2 separate regions of the Mus musculus genome follow, and region 1 is linked to region 2. The links are chromatin contacts, called in public HiChIP or PLAC-seq maps. All regions are on one chromosome and are shown on one strand. Each heading gives the region's core, a stretch centred on a gene start, on an enhancer-like site or on the middle of the called end of the contact. The rest is flanking DNA. Distances are from core to core; before and after follow the strand shown. Region 1 has its middle 68 kb from the start of Gm19585. Region 2 holds the start of Satb1 (special AT-rich sequence binding protein 1).

Region 1 (6,319 bases), core at 3,222-5,721, 250 kb before region 2:
GCACTATCGTGTTGGAACACCCCTGCCATCTTCATCACGCATCCTCACAGCAAACACAGAAAGCATATGACTGCTGTTGTCCTCTCTCTGTTCTTCATCAGACTAGCTCTCTCCATAGTTTATTTCTGACCTAGTCTAGCACCAATATCTGCCTTAAGTTGCTATGGAAGAGTGAAAATTCTCCATCTAAGGAGTTGGAAGTGAGAGTGGGTGAAGAGGGTTGAGGTGAAGCAGAGGGAGAGCTTTAAAAGAAGAACACATACATTCACAATAACTGCCTCTGAAGTAATAATATGTTAATGCATCATACAGAGAACCAGCTCTTTTAACCAGCTCCTCACAAAGGAAAAGCCAGGGAGTTGATAATCATTAATATTTCACCAAGGACCCATCCATATTTTCTGTGATGGTGACACAGACATGCTACTTCATCAGGAAGCCATTTTACAAAATTAGAAGAAGCCAGCACCATTCTGCAAAGCTCCAGTCAGAACTACTTATCATGATTATTTATTACTTACTGGGTGCCAACTGGGTCTATGTTGCAGAGATGGACTTAGAGAGGCACCACGGAACAGCAGACAGTTCCTGTTCACTGGACGCATGCTCCAGCTCCAATCGTACGGCAATGATGGCTCTTGTGTCTTTAATTACTGGTAACGACCACAAAAGGAAGATCAGAACTTTCTATCACTGTTCTAGACATGAAGATAAATGAGGAGGGAAGCAATAAGTGTAATTAATTTTAGCCAGAGCTGGAAGAGGAAAACTTTCAGCTGTGGCACCACACATAGCATCCGTCAGGACTGGCTTGCTAGCAGAGCAGGTACCACTCACTGACTCAGAGACAGGATGACAGCTGCCACTGCAAAAGGCCCAGGAAAGGCAAACAAATGAAGCACCACTTTTGTGATATTGTCTCATCTCAACATGTCAAAAAACAACTGAGTGGCATCCCCATGCTTGGGCCCTGGAAAGCTGTAAGAGTTCAGCCAGTAAGTTCAAAGCCAACCTAAAACCCAAGGCCTTCCGAATAAACTCTTGTCACAAGCCTGTGGGCAGCTAAGCATCTTGTACAACTCAAAAGTAAGATACGTTGCAAATAAGAAGACTAGGAGAGATGAGGGATGGGAAAAGCACACTCAGAAGTAGAGGTGCATAAAGTTAGGGACTTATTGGAACAATCCCCCTGATGCCTAGATGAACAAGGCTGCTAAATTCTCAGGTAGCAAACCATGCCTCTACCGCTTAACTTCCAGGACCTTCTAATGACTGGACTGCACTCTGGAGAAAATCAACTCCAAAATAGAAGCATCATGCTGATGTCAGAAGAGGGAGACACGTCTTTGTCTGTCGATAACATGTGAAAACAAGATGAATTTGCCTCTGCTTTCCTAGCTTGGACAATATATGAAGGGTGAATAGTGGGCATCATTGCAGCTATTCTACTGCTGCTAACTGACCACCAACATTCTGGAATCAGTCCCAATCCAGATCTTTCAGCCCCTTCACCTGCTACCAATAAACACAGCCTTGTCTATGCCAAGAATAGTAGTTGTCATTCTGAAATCCATTTTCAAAACTTAGTCTACTCTTTTGCATGAGTCATCAGCTTCTTGCATCCCATTAAAGTCTTGTAGGATGTAAAATTGAGTAGGATTTTAGATAATAATGAGAATATTCTAGACACGAGTGCCGAAGAGGACATTTTTAATTTACATGCTTATTGGAATGGGGGTGTCCTCTGTTGCCTATAGTGATCTCAGTCTTCTGAGTTCGAATCATTTTTCTGCCTCAGTCTTCCCAATGGCTAGATAGCTGGTGTCACATGGCTGGTTGCCACAGCAGGACAATGCAGTTCTAGAATATTCCACCTATGTGGTGTGTGTGTGTGTGTGTGTGTGTGTGTGTGTGTGTGTGTGTGTGACCACACACGGGTGTCTATTTTAAAAGTTTAGATAACTACATGTGGCTATTGTGCGGTTCCAAGGAAGATGGTGTCCATCTGACTGAAGCTTAATACATCATAAGTGAAGGAAAACCTTCTCAGTGCACTCACTGGGTCTCTCTGTCCCATGTCCCCTTGAAGCTAGAAGTGACCACATAGCTGAGGGCTACTGGGCTAAGTTATTGCTTTTGTCACATATCTTCTCTATTCTTATTTGTCCCTGTAAATGTAAATGTTGCTTTTATTTCCTCAGATAGAGTGATGAATTGAGAGCCATAGCCAAGTTTTATAAATACCTGGCTTGGGCTGAGCCCAGAGCATTTCCATCTAACTATCCCTAGGTCTAGGCCTGGAAGCTTCTAGCCTCCATACTGTCTAGTCTTCTACAAGCCCATACTTTGAAGGTTTTAGCTTCCAGCCTCTATATGCTAGCCTAGGCCTCAAATGTTTCAGATTCTGAGATTTACTGCTGAATAAATTCACCCTTTCTAGCTCTCCCTGAACTCTGACTGGCTGGCTCAACTTAGCTGTTCTGGCTCAAACGTCTTTCCAAACTGACTAATTCAAATTGGCTTCTCTCCGCTTCTGACCGAATTGCTCTGCTCGGAAGGACTGCCTTTGAACTCCATGAACTCAACTGTTCTGCTTTGAACTGAGCTCAACTGCATTCAAATTAACTGTACAGAACTGAATCTCCAGGGCTTTTTCTGCAGAGCAAGAATTGGACTATAATCTCCCCCGTGGCTGTATCAAGTGCCAGCTACTGAAGGCAATGTTAGCTTCCCTCCATAAAGGAGCTTTGTTGGAGGGACATAGGAAGGAGGAAATCCTGGGGAGAGGCCTTGAATGATGGGAAATGTCTAGCAGTCCAGTGGCATCTGCACCCTCTGAGTCTCCTAGGCTGTCCTTGGGCTCATGGGGTCCCTGAGCTTATCGGGAAGCATCAAGGAGTAACTCTTCCCTGACAATGTCTTGTGATCTAGCAACAATGAAAAATGCTCCTGATGTGTCCCCCTGGAAACATCTATTCCTCCTCTCTCAGCCACAACTCTGGAAAACTATATGGTGTACAATAGGCAATATGGAGTAAAAAATGGCAACAGCTCAGTGAGAGAGAGATGAAAGTAGAAGAGGGTGGGACAAACAGAGCAGGGTGGCAGCTCTATATTCCGAGACCATAAACAAGAACCACTAGGAAAATTCACTAGCAGCTATCCTTTCCACAGACACCCAGAAATAAAACAGGGCTGACCAAAATCTCACGTCACCAAAGAAGAAAGCTCAGTGCTTTCCAGGGACTGAGTCCCACCTTTTCCTTTGTCCCTATGTCTGACTCTTGGTAGGTTGTCCACTATGAAAATTAAACTGAAAGACAGGTCATTTCATGCCCAGCCACTTGGCTATTTGGGCTTAGTTATATTTCCAAAGCTACCCAGATTAGACCCTTTCCCTGATTTCTGTGATTACATCTTGTATGTTGATGGCTGTAGGTTTGTTTTCCTAACTGAGAAGATGTTCTCCCTTCAAGTCTTCTCTTACACATAGTCAAAGGTGCATGTGGCCCTGTTCTCCCAGGAATTTGTCCTTCTCCCTACTTTCTCCCCTTTTTCCATCCATCATGGCATCCAAATCTTCTCTTTCTCTCTTTTCCTAATTTAAAAACTAAGGGAAGAAATTCTGAGGTGAAGCCTCTCCAGGATCAGCTCAACAGGAAAGTATCCTAAGTGTGTGTGTGTGTGTGTGTGTGTGTGTGTGTGTGTGTGTGTCTGTGAGGGAGGGTGCAGGGTAAAGGACTGTGGGGGAGGGGCTGTGCCCCCTCTAATCTGAGAAGATCAGAGGACAACACTGTGAAGTTGATTCTCTACGTCTACCTTTACAAGAGGCTCCAGCGATAGAATTCAAATGGCCAGGTGTGTGAGTGATGCACTTTAACCTGCACAGCCAGACCACCGGCCCAAGAAATCCTACCTCTGAGGTTTTCCCAAAGCTGCTCACTGCAGAGATCAATAGCTTTTCATGACAGTCACTGGACATTTACCACCTTGAGTTTATGCCAGTTGCATTTCTATCCCAACAGAGGACAATTACCCTAGAGTCACAGATGAGGAAGGATCATCACTGCCTATCACAGATCACAGGCAAGGACGTACTTTTGCCCAGTATGGATCCTGGATACTAGGAAAAGAATGGACATCACAAGTAAGGAAGGATCATAGTCCATCACACTAGGAAGAGAGTGCTAGGAAGGAGGACTCTGAGTTTCTCCCTACAATATGACTAATGTGGTTTCTAGGTCCAAATGTGGACTGCCTTAACTTTAATGGCATCCATCTGAGCACGACAAAGTCACTCAACAGACGCTGGCTACATATAGATCTATGTGCTAATCCACAGGAGATTCTCAGAGCAATCTCATGAAATAGGGGTCAAGGCACAAAGGAGAAACATCTTAGCCTTGGTACTTGTGGCCGATTTGTGAAGAGAAACCAACCCGGAAGCTAAGGCTTTTAGAAAAGAAAGCTCAAGAAGCCACGGCAGAAGCACAAGTGTCATTTGAGAAAGGGGAAGCACTCCAGGCTTCGTGAGGAGTGCTAGGTCACGGTTCTGTGCCCTGAACAAAGGAACAAGGTTGGCACTGAGACTCAGCTTACCCTCCTTGGCAAATGCAAAGCATCCTGTGTACCTCTACCTATGTGTGACACCTTCCCCGAGTCCCCTCAATCACATCTGGGGCAGTCTCAGTATGGAGGTGGATTTTTGGCTGGTTTTCTTGAGTGAAAAGAACCTATCCTGTATCCTTAATTCTCATTTACTCCTTGCACATGGTTGTGGTGATCGTGTGTGGCCCAGAAGAAAAGAGAATCACCACAATAAAGCTCTCAATTGGTGGATTAAATAAAATGTTTTATCATTGATTTCTAAATTACTAAACTACGTTGAGATGTTGCCAGTATCTATTTAATAGAACTGCCAAAAAAACATTTAATTTTTTCATATAAAACACACCCAGAAAACTGAACAAATTTCATCAAAATGTTTAAATGCCAGAAATGATTCCAATCTAATAAAACATTAAGGCCTTGCGTTGTCTGTATTGTGTACACGGCAGACCTCCATAAACGACACGGCTGGAACCTGCTTTTTAATTCTTTTGCACAAAAGCACCAATTTAGGTCCTGCTGGGAAACCTTTCGAGGGATCACTCTGTAAATAAAGCAAACCAATTTCTTAAAATACAGTTAGCCACAAGCAGTTCCTGCAGGTCTGCAAGGAATCTCTGCTGATCAGCCGCCCAGGCGGCCTGGGCCATCAGCTGGTGAGACAGAATCTGTTGGTATCTGCTGCTTCCCTGACTGACAGCCGTGTGCAATCACAGAGGCATGTAGAGACACATCAGACAGCATGCACACAGAAACAAGCAGCGGGAGGGGAGGGTTTTGGATCCCAGATGGACGTTGGCATGGAACACTTTGAAACTGCCATCTCCCAGAGCCTGGCCATTTTTTTTTCCGCTCCCAGCACTCAGTCTACAAAGCGAAGGCTATAAAATGGGAAAGAAGTATTGACTTTTATGGGGCTCATCAGATCCCCTAGGCGTAATGTTCCTGGCCTATGTTCTGGAATATTTTTAAATATTTATTTTATTTTTAGTTATGTGTACATGTGTACGTGGGGGGGGGGGGAGATGTAAGTCCCCATGAAAGCCTGAAGAGGATATTGATCCCATGGAGCTGGAGTTACAGTCAGTGGTGAGCCCTTAGACATGGGTCGTGGGATTCAAACTTAGGACCTGTGCAAGAACAGTCAGTATGCACTCTTAACCACTGTGCCTTCTCTCCAAACTTCGCCCTTTGATCTAACCCCCTGCCTTACAGTAAGATGTTGATTTTAGCACCAGAAGAAAACAAAACCTCAAGCCGAAGGCCCTGCACAAGGCAAAATTAAAATACGCATGAGTCACACCAATCCTACTCTTCCTCCATTTCTACTTGGGAGAACAGAAGGTGCCCTTCACCTTGGCAGCCTCATTATAATAGAAATCCATTTTATTCAAAAGTAAACCCCAGAGAAAGCCAGGTTCAGCAGACCAGAGACTTCATGCCTCATTTTTCTAGTCTGTTTTATGGACAGTGGGAATAGAAGGGTAGATAGAAAGTTTAAGAATATGGCCAGCCTCACAAGAGACAGCTACATCTGGGTCCTTTCGATAAAATCTTGCTAGTGTATGCAATGGTGTCAGTGTTTGGATGCTGATTATGGGGTGGATCCCTGGGTATGGCAGTCTCTACATGGTCCATCCTTTCATCTCAGCTCCAAACTTTGTCTCTGTAACTCCTTCCAAGGGTGTTTTGTTCCCACTTCTAAGGAGGG
Region 2 (6,435 bases), core at 3,581-6,080:
TGTTAATGATCTTAATTTGGTCAGCTTCACCAGGTGAAAATTTAAAAGTTTGCGATCCTGCGTATATGGGATGATCAGACTCCAGTGAACATCTGCAAAGCCAGCCCTTCATTTTGTGGATCAGTTTGAGTTTAGTCTTTACATATATTCAAACAGGCTCCAGCCTACAGTTCCCTAAACCAGGGCTAGGGCCCTCACTGATCTCTGCTTCAGATAACCTTCCAGTCAAACCTTTCTTTCTATCTAAAGGGATCTCAAAGTGTTAGTTCCTTTAAGGAACTTTTAAAAACGCCTCCAGCTAGAAGGTCTACCTCACCTTAGCACTTCCCAGAGGCCCCAGTGCCTCAATTAGCATTGCAATAGTGCTTTCCTGCCCAACTGGAGAATGTGCTCTTTGAAAAGAACTCTTCATCAAATCCTTATCCCCAGTCCCCAGTAGAACTCCCAACTCTACTAGGTTTTAAGTGAGTATTTATTGAATGAACAAGATGTAAGATGTAGGGGATATGGCAAATGATCAAATATTTTTGCATTACAGGGGTATAGAAGCCATTTGATGCTTACAGAGTGAGGTGGGGCTGCTCAAGGTCAATGTTCAGATTTTGATAATGATCGTGCATTTTTTTAGATGTTGCCTACAGTTATATCACACCTTTGTCAGGAAAACAAGTCTTGAAAAAAAATGTGTAATATTAGTCAACGTAAAAGGTGTTGTCGTGACTTACTTTGGTGGAGGTGAGAGTTGAGCCTCGCTGGAAGAGTCGAATTATGTCTCCCTGTTAGCCATTCTGGCAAGGCTCAAATAAGAGAATGGAAGACTTGAGCTGCAGAGTGATGGGTCCGCTGGAAGACTATCAGAGGACGAGAGGTACCACCCACCAATCTAGAGTCACACTTAGATCTGTGCCTTCAATATCACAGCTGCCCACTCTTTGGCACTATCCTGTGATGACTCCATAGAGCCACATGAGTCCTAGTTGAGTTCTGCAGAGACCCAATCATATATGTCACCTCACAATGCCAGCATGCCTCCCTCCCGAGTGACTTTTTTTTTTTTTTTTTTGGACTAAGTGAAGAGATACAGACAAAAATGCAACTTTGGCTGATCTCGGGCTACAAGAAATCTGAATTGTTACTCAAGCCAAAGCCCATCCTGACCAATTTGCTCTGTTCTGTTACAAACACAAGGCTATAAATAATGGTTGTGAGTTTCAAGAACACCAATTCCGTACACATGAAGGAAAACAAAAACGTCAAGTGCACAAAGATGGAAGAAATGACTTTGAAATGTACTCATTCTCACACTAAATATTGTAGGCTCCAAACCGAACTCTACTCTGTGGTAAGCTCTGAAACCGGAATTCCGGCCATTATAAGGCTATCCACTTAAGACATCTGATCACATGATCTGTAAAGGTCTGAATTGGCCAAGTAGCCATAAAAATAACATCAAACCCAGATCTTCTGACTGTGTTCTCTTCCTTAAGAGAAAATTTGAAAGTTACATTTGTTTATTGTGTGGGTGGGTGGGCCTGGTTCTTGCACTGAGGTCAGAGAGGGTAACTTTGAGGCGTCGCTTCTCTCCTTCCATCAAGTAGGACCTGGGAACCAAACTCACGTTGGGTAGGTTTGGGGGCAAACACCTCTACCCACCACAGCCCCAGGCAACAGGCATGTTCAAGGCTGTACCACAGTCAGAAAGGGAATTTATCTTTCTCCTTGACTCAAGGCCTTCACTCAAATCAGTTATCATTTCACATTCTCATGCTGCTTATTCAGTAAGGCTAATCCTGTTTTATCCCTTTCCTTGTATGTAGTGTAGAAGGCAAAACTGTACTCTCTCTCTTCTGAAAAGATCAGTGGCTATTGATATTAACTCCTATTATCTATATTTTGATATGTTTTAGATCTACGTGTCTGTCAACTACTTACACTACATTTGGATTTGTTAGAAAAATGAAATCAGGGGCTTTCGAGATGTCTCGGGGCTCTGGAGCACTGTGTGTTTCTGAAAGACTCGGGTTCGATTCCCAGCACCCACGTGACATCTCACAACCATCTGTAACTTCAGTCCCAGCGGATGTGATACAGATCTCTTCTGAACTCCCCTGGCACCAGGCATGTAGATGATGAACATATACACGTAGGCAAAAGACCCCCCCCACACACATACACATAAAATAAGATGATTAGAAGTATCTTTAAACATAATTATACCACTTCATGCTGGATCCTATAGCAAAATACCTTAGACCTAGACACTAAAAAGGTGTGTGTGTGTGTTTATGCCACTTTAGAGTGGGTGCCTATAAACTTAGAGTTTGTAGATACTGCCTGTTACTGACTGTTAGGGATGGAAAGGAAGGAAGAAGAGAAGGAAATCCAGGCTGTTGGAAGCAAAGTGAGACCTTACTCTAAATGATGGGATTTATCTGATAAGCTGAATTACTAGGTAAGCATATGAGCGTATAAAAGAGGAAATGTTAATGCATTTTTGGGCTTCTGTTGTGCTCCAATTTTATATGTTCACAATAATAATCAGTAAAGGCTAAGCTTGCAGAGCCTCCATTCTCACCTGCCCTGCTCAGTGGGGACACTGGCACCTAGTTAGACAAGTCCCTACTTTGGCAAATCAAGGCAAGAAAATTTGAAGTCACCCAGGACTTGAAGGGAAAAACCTGAGCCAGGAAGAGAAACTCATGTTTTATGTTGTTTTGCTCTTTGTAATCACCCATAGCTTCTTGCTTTGCTTTCCAGGGGGCTCGTTGGCTTGGGGGTGGGGGGGCGAGGAGGAAGAAGAAGGGGAGGAGGAGCAGAAGGGGGAGGAGGTAGTTCCCCAAATGAAAATTAGTTCATATTTGTTTATGTCCTTATGCCTTTGGCATGGTATTTTGAATTATAAAAAAAAAGTTGAAAAAATTGGAGAATTCTAGGGAAATCAAGGATGGACGAGGGGGCTCTCAGAAAGCTGCCTGAACTATGTCATTTTGCTTCATTTAGAATGACCTCACCAAAAAAACAAAAACAAAAACAAAAAAAAACCAAACCAAACCAAAAAACAAAACACAAACAAAAACTCCCACTGCACCGTCGACGTGTTTGCTACCAAGGCTCAAATCGCTAGTCACCCACCGTGTCAGGCTTGATTCATAGGCAACCGACAGAAGAGGACCTGACAGAGCTTTTAGGAAAAACTGAATTCTCAGCCCACAGTCACTTTCCAGGAACTTGCCTGCAAACAGCTCTGCGCTGGAGGGATGGAACTCCCAGCAATCTCAATCCTGCCACCCTGACTGCCTTCGCTCCACATACAATTATTTATGGGGACTTAATGAGAGAGCAAGCCTTATGTGAAAGAACGCAAGAAAGTGCAGCTGCTAAAAACAGACCCAGGCAGTTCTACAGTCCTTATTTTTACAACTGAGCTTCTGCAATTCCTGCCACGAACCTAACAGCTCCACTCCTTGCCAAACACACAAAGAGAAAAGTAAAAACTGTTTTCGTTCTGCAACCCCCTTAACTTCGAGTAAACAGTAGTAATTTTCTATCGTCACGTTCAATGCAAATTTCCCAAAGGCGACACAACAGGAAACAAAAGACCTGTTAGTTGATAGCTTCCTTAGAGCTGGGGGTTGTGTGGGGAAGGAGTAGCAGGGGAGTGGGTTAAAGTTGATAGAGTCCAATTTCTCCCTAGCTTGGGGGTCCAAGCCTTCAGCTACTTTGACCTTTCAGAGTTCTTTGGAGCTTCACCAGTTGAAAAGGTCCCTGGGCCCAGCCTCCCCTCCTACGAAATCCGCATTTCTTGACCTCTTTGCCCCTGCTTTTGGGTGGGTCAGGGTGGGAGAAGAGACTTGGACAGTGGCTTAAGCATCTCCTTCTGGTTGGGTGCGTCGACCTACAGCTGCCGACAGGAAAATGATACTGATGCAAATAGCTGGGGTTGAGAAGGGGGTCTGCAAGAGGCCCCCTCCTCCTCCATCCACTATGTGTTCCTCAATAGGGGTGCCCAAGAGAAGAGGATAGCAAGAAGAGCCCATCAGTTTGAAGGGAAGGAGGTCCCCTCTAGGAAAGATCTTCTCCATCAAACATTGAAGAGAGGGGAAAACTTGGCCCGCATGCCCCTACTGGGGAGCGACACACCCCACACAAGCTGGCTTGCGGGGCGCGGGGGTTGTGCTCAGGCCTCTCACCTGACTTCCTCCTCCGCTGGCACACACACACACCAATGCCCCGCGCTCTGCACCCCCAAAGCCCAGGCAAACAACGACAAGAGGAAGCGGCGGGCGGCGAGGGTGCGCGGCGGGGGCGGTGCAGGTGAGGGCCGGGGCGGTGGGGCTCCGGGGCTCGCCCACACTTACCCTGGCGGCCGCGGGGTCGCTCTCCCGCAGCGACCCTGCACCCGGGCGGCGCTCAGGGATGTGGCGGCTGCGGTGGCTCGGGCTCGGCTCAGCTCGGGCTCCACTGCGCGCTCTCGGAGCCACCGGCCGCCCAGGATCCTGCCGCCAGGGGGAGAAGCGGCCGCGGGCGCGGGGGAGGCAGGCCGGGCCCGGTCGCTCCCGCTGTGGGGTCCGCAAGCCCCCCACGCGGGCGAGAGGCGAGAGCGCGGCGCCCCAGGCACGCACGGCCCCCGGCCAGCGTCGGGGGGCTCTCGTGGGGGCGCCCCGATCGCCCGCGCCGCGCTCTACACTGCGGGCTCCGAGCGGCTCCCGCGCCCCCTCCCGCGCCCCGCCCCGCCCCCGCCCCTTCCCTTCCCCCTCGGCCCCGCGCGCTCCCCGCTCGCTGCTCGCCGCGCTCTGCCCCCTTTAAACGCCCACTTCGGATGGGGAGAGGAGACAACTTGAAGTCAAGTTGCCATTAACTTCCGCGGCGGCCGCCAGCTCGGCGGCGGGGAGGTGGCAGCAGCTGCAGCCGCCGCCCGGGAAGTCCGCCGCCCGGCGCGCCCGCGCGGGGAGCCGACCCGGCCTCGGCCCGCACCGCTGGCCCGCGCTGTCCCGGTTCCACGCCTGAGTGAGTCCCGCTTCTTTGCTCCCTGCCAGTGCTGCTCCCGCTCTGGGTCTCTTGCCCGGCTCGCCTCCGTTTTCTGCGGATGCGGAACCGATCCAAACTTCTCAGTGGCCCCGGCTGGGGCGACTCTGCGCCCCTCGCGTGCCGGGGTCTTGCTGGCCCTTCTCTCGAGCGCGCTCAGACATTCGGGAGGACTGGGCTGGTGAAGTGAGGGTCATGGCCGGGATGCGGACTTACTTGGCGTCTTTGCCTCTCCCGCACACCTGCCCGGCAGGAGTCCCTCGTTAGACACTTTAGTCCAGGTCGTGGGCATGGCCCGCTTTAGAGGACGAAGGCGGCGTGGGGGGAAGCCCTCGGCGGGCGAGTGGGGAAAAGGGAGCCGCTCAGTGAGCCCCGGTGCGGGGAAGGAGGCGAGGTGCGGGGTGGAGTTGGAAAGGTCGCGCGCCAGATCTGGAGTTCACTTAGCATCCTCTCCCATCTCATCTCCCCCTGTTCTTTCCCGGCCAGCCCTACTTTGCTGGTGGCGAGCGGAGGTGGAGAGGGGCCTGGGAAGTTTGTGGCAACTTCTCTATCCCGAGAGCCACTCGGGCGCTGGGCGCTCAAGTTGGAGCCCAGAGTTTGAGAGCCGAAGAACAGCGCTCGTGCAGCCCACGCCGGCGATCGCGGGTCGGTCCTGGAGGGTGATTCGGGTTTGGGCTTGGGCGGGAAGCCGAGGGAGGTACATGGTGTCTTAGCTGGGACTGTGGCCCCACAGGTGCAGCCCAGGGGGCAACTCCTCATTTCCCTGCGACAGTACACACCCGAGAGCGGCGGCCTTCTACAGTGTTCCTCCATTGCAGAGCTCCCAGGGTGGCCGAACTGGGGTTGGGCAGCTCGAATGCAAGGGACTGAGGGGGCAAGCGGCAGGTCCAGATGGTGACACGTGCGTGTGCTTGGCCCAGCAAAAGGCGCTAAACAGGTCCCTTCTGGGATGATCCCAGAAGACCAAGAGGACAGCAGCTTAGAGCTCAGGGTAGAGGTTTTGACCCTGGCCTCCACCAGGGCCAGGTTTTACTTAACAAGATGTCAACCACAGGCTCATCTCTTAAAATGTCCGGTTGACAACTTTGACCTCTGCACCCTTTCTGGGAGAACTTTCTCTGAGGCATGTAGGATTCCCAGGGTTAAGACGTGGATTTCACTTGTCCATAGGGACCGGAAGACACCCAATTCCCTGGAGAGAACCTTTTCTGCTCCCGATTGATTGGCTGGGGTTCCATGTTTGTATCCTTGGAGGCCAGAGAACCCAACTTTCCCAAGACAGAAGAGGGGAATGAGCAAGAGTCTGGTCTCTTTCTGCCAGAAGTCAGGTTCTGTCCTTAAGCAGTACCTGGATTTTTTACAGTGTTTGTGCCTGGTGACAGAAGCTCAGCCTTCCAAAAACTTTACTTA

What was found. HiChIP or PLAC-seq counts read pairs in DNA pulled down with a chosen protein or histone mark.
Region 1: an H3K27ac HiChIP or PLAC-seq map of CD8 T cells shows a contact between it and region 2, with 60 times the contacts expected there. The contact joins the enhancer-like site here to the promoter of Satb1 in region 2. A contact is called at or near these places in 1 of 15 datasets of contacts at CTCF or cohesin (CD8 T cells), 8 of 484 Hi-C or Micro-C datasets (B cells, CD8 T cells, Th1 cells and 2 more), 10 of 115 datasets of contacts at active chromatin or transcription factors (CD8 T cells, the SCID.adh cell line, Th17 cells and 7 more) and 3 of 9 other capture datasets (adipose tissue, liver and pancreatic islet).

Annotation. Positions count from the first base shown.
Region 1 is chr17:52,077,698-52,084,016 of GRCm38.p6, reverse strand. No RefSeq gene overlaps it. Among named protein-coding and RNA genes, the nearest start is that of Gm19585, 68 kb to the left of the region's middle. Within about 2 kb of position 4,471, at least 30 of the 459 cell types and tissues checked have an H3K27ac peak or open chromatin away from gene starts, as enhancers often do. A contact at or near this core is called in B cells, CD8 T cells, Th1 cells and 6 more, where this site is marked.
Region 2 is chr17:51,831,042-51,837,476 of GRCm38.p6, reverse strand. Satb1 (special AT-rich sequence binding protein 1) reads left to right here and starts at 4,830. Exons shown (of 11, transcript NM_009122.2): 1 at 4,830-5,007.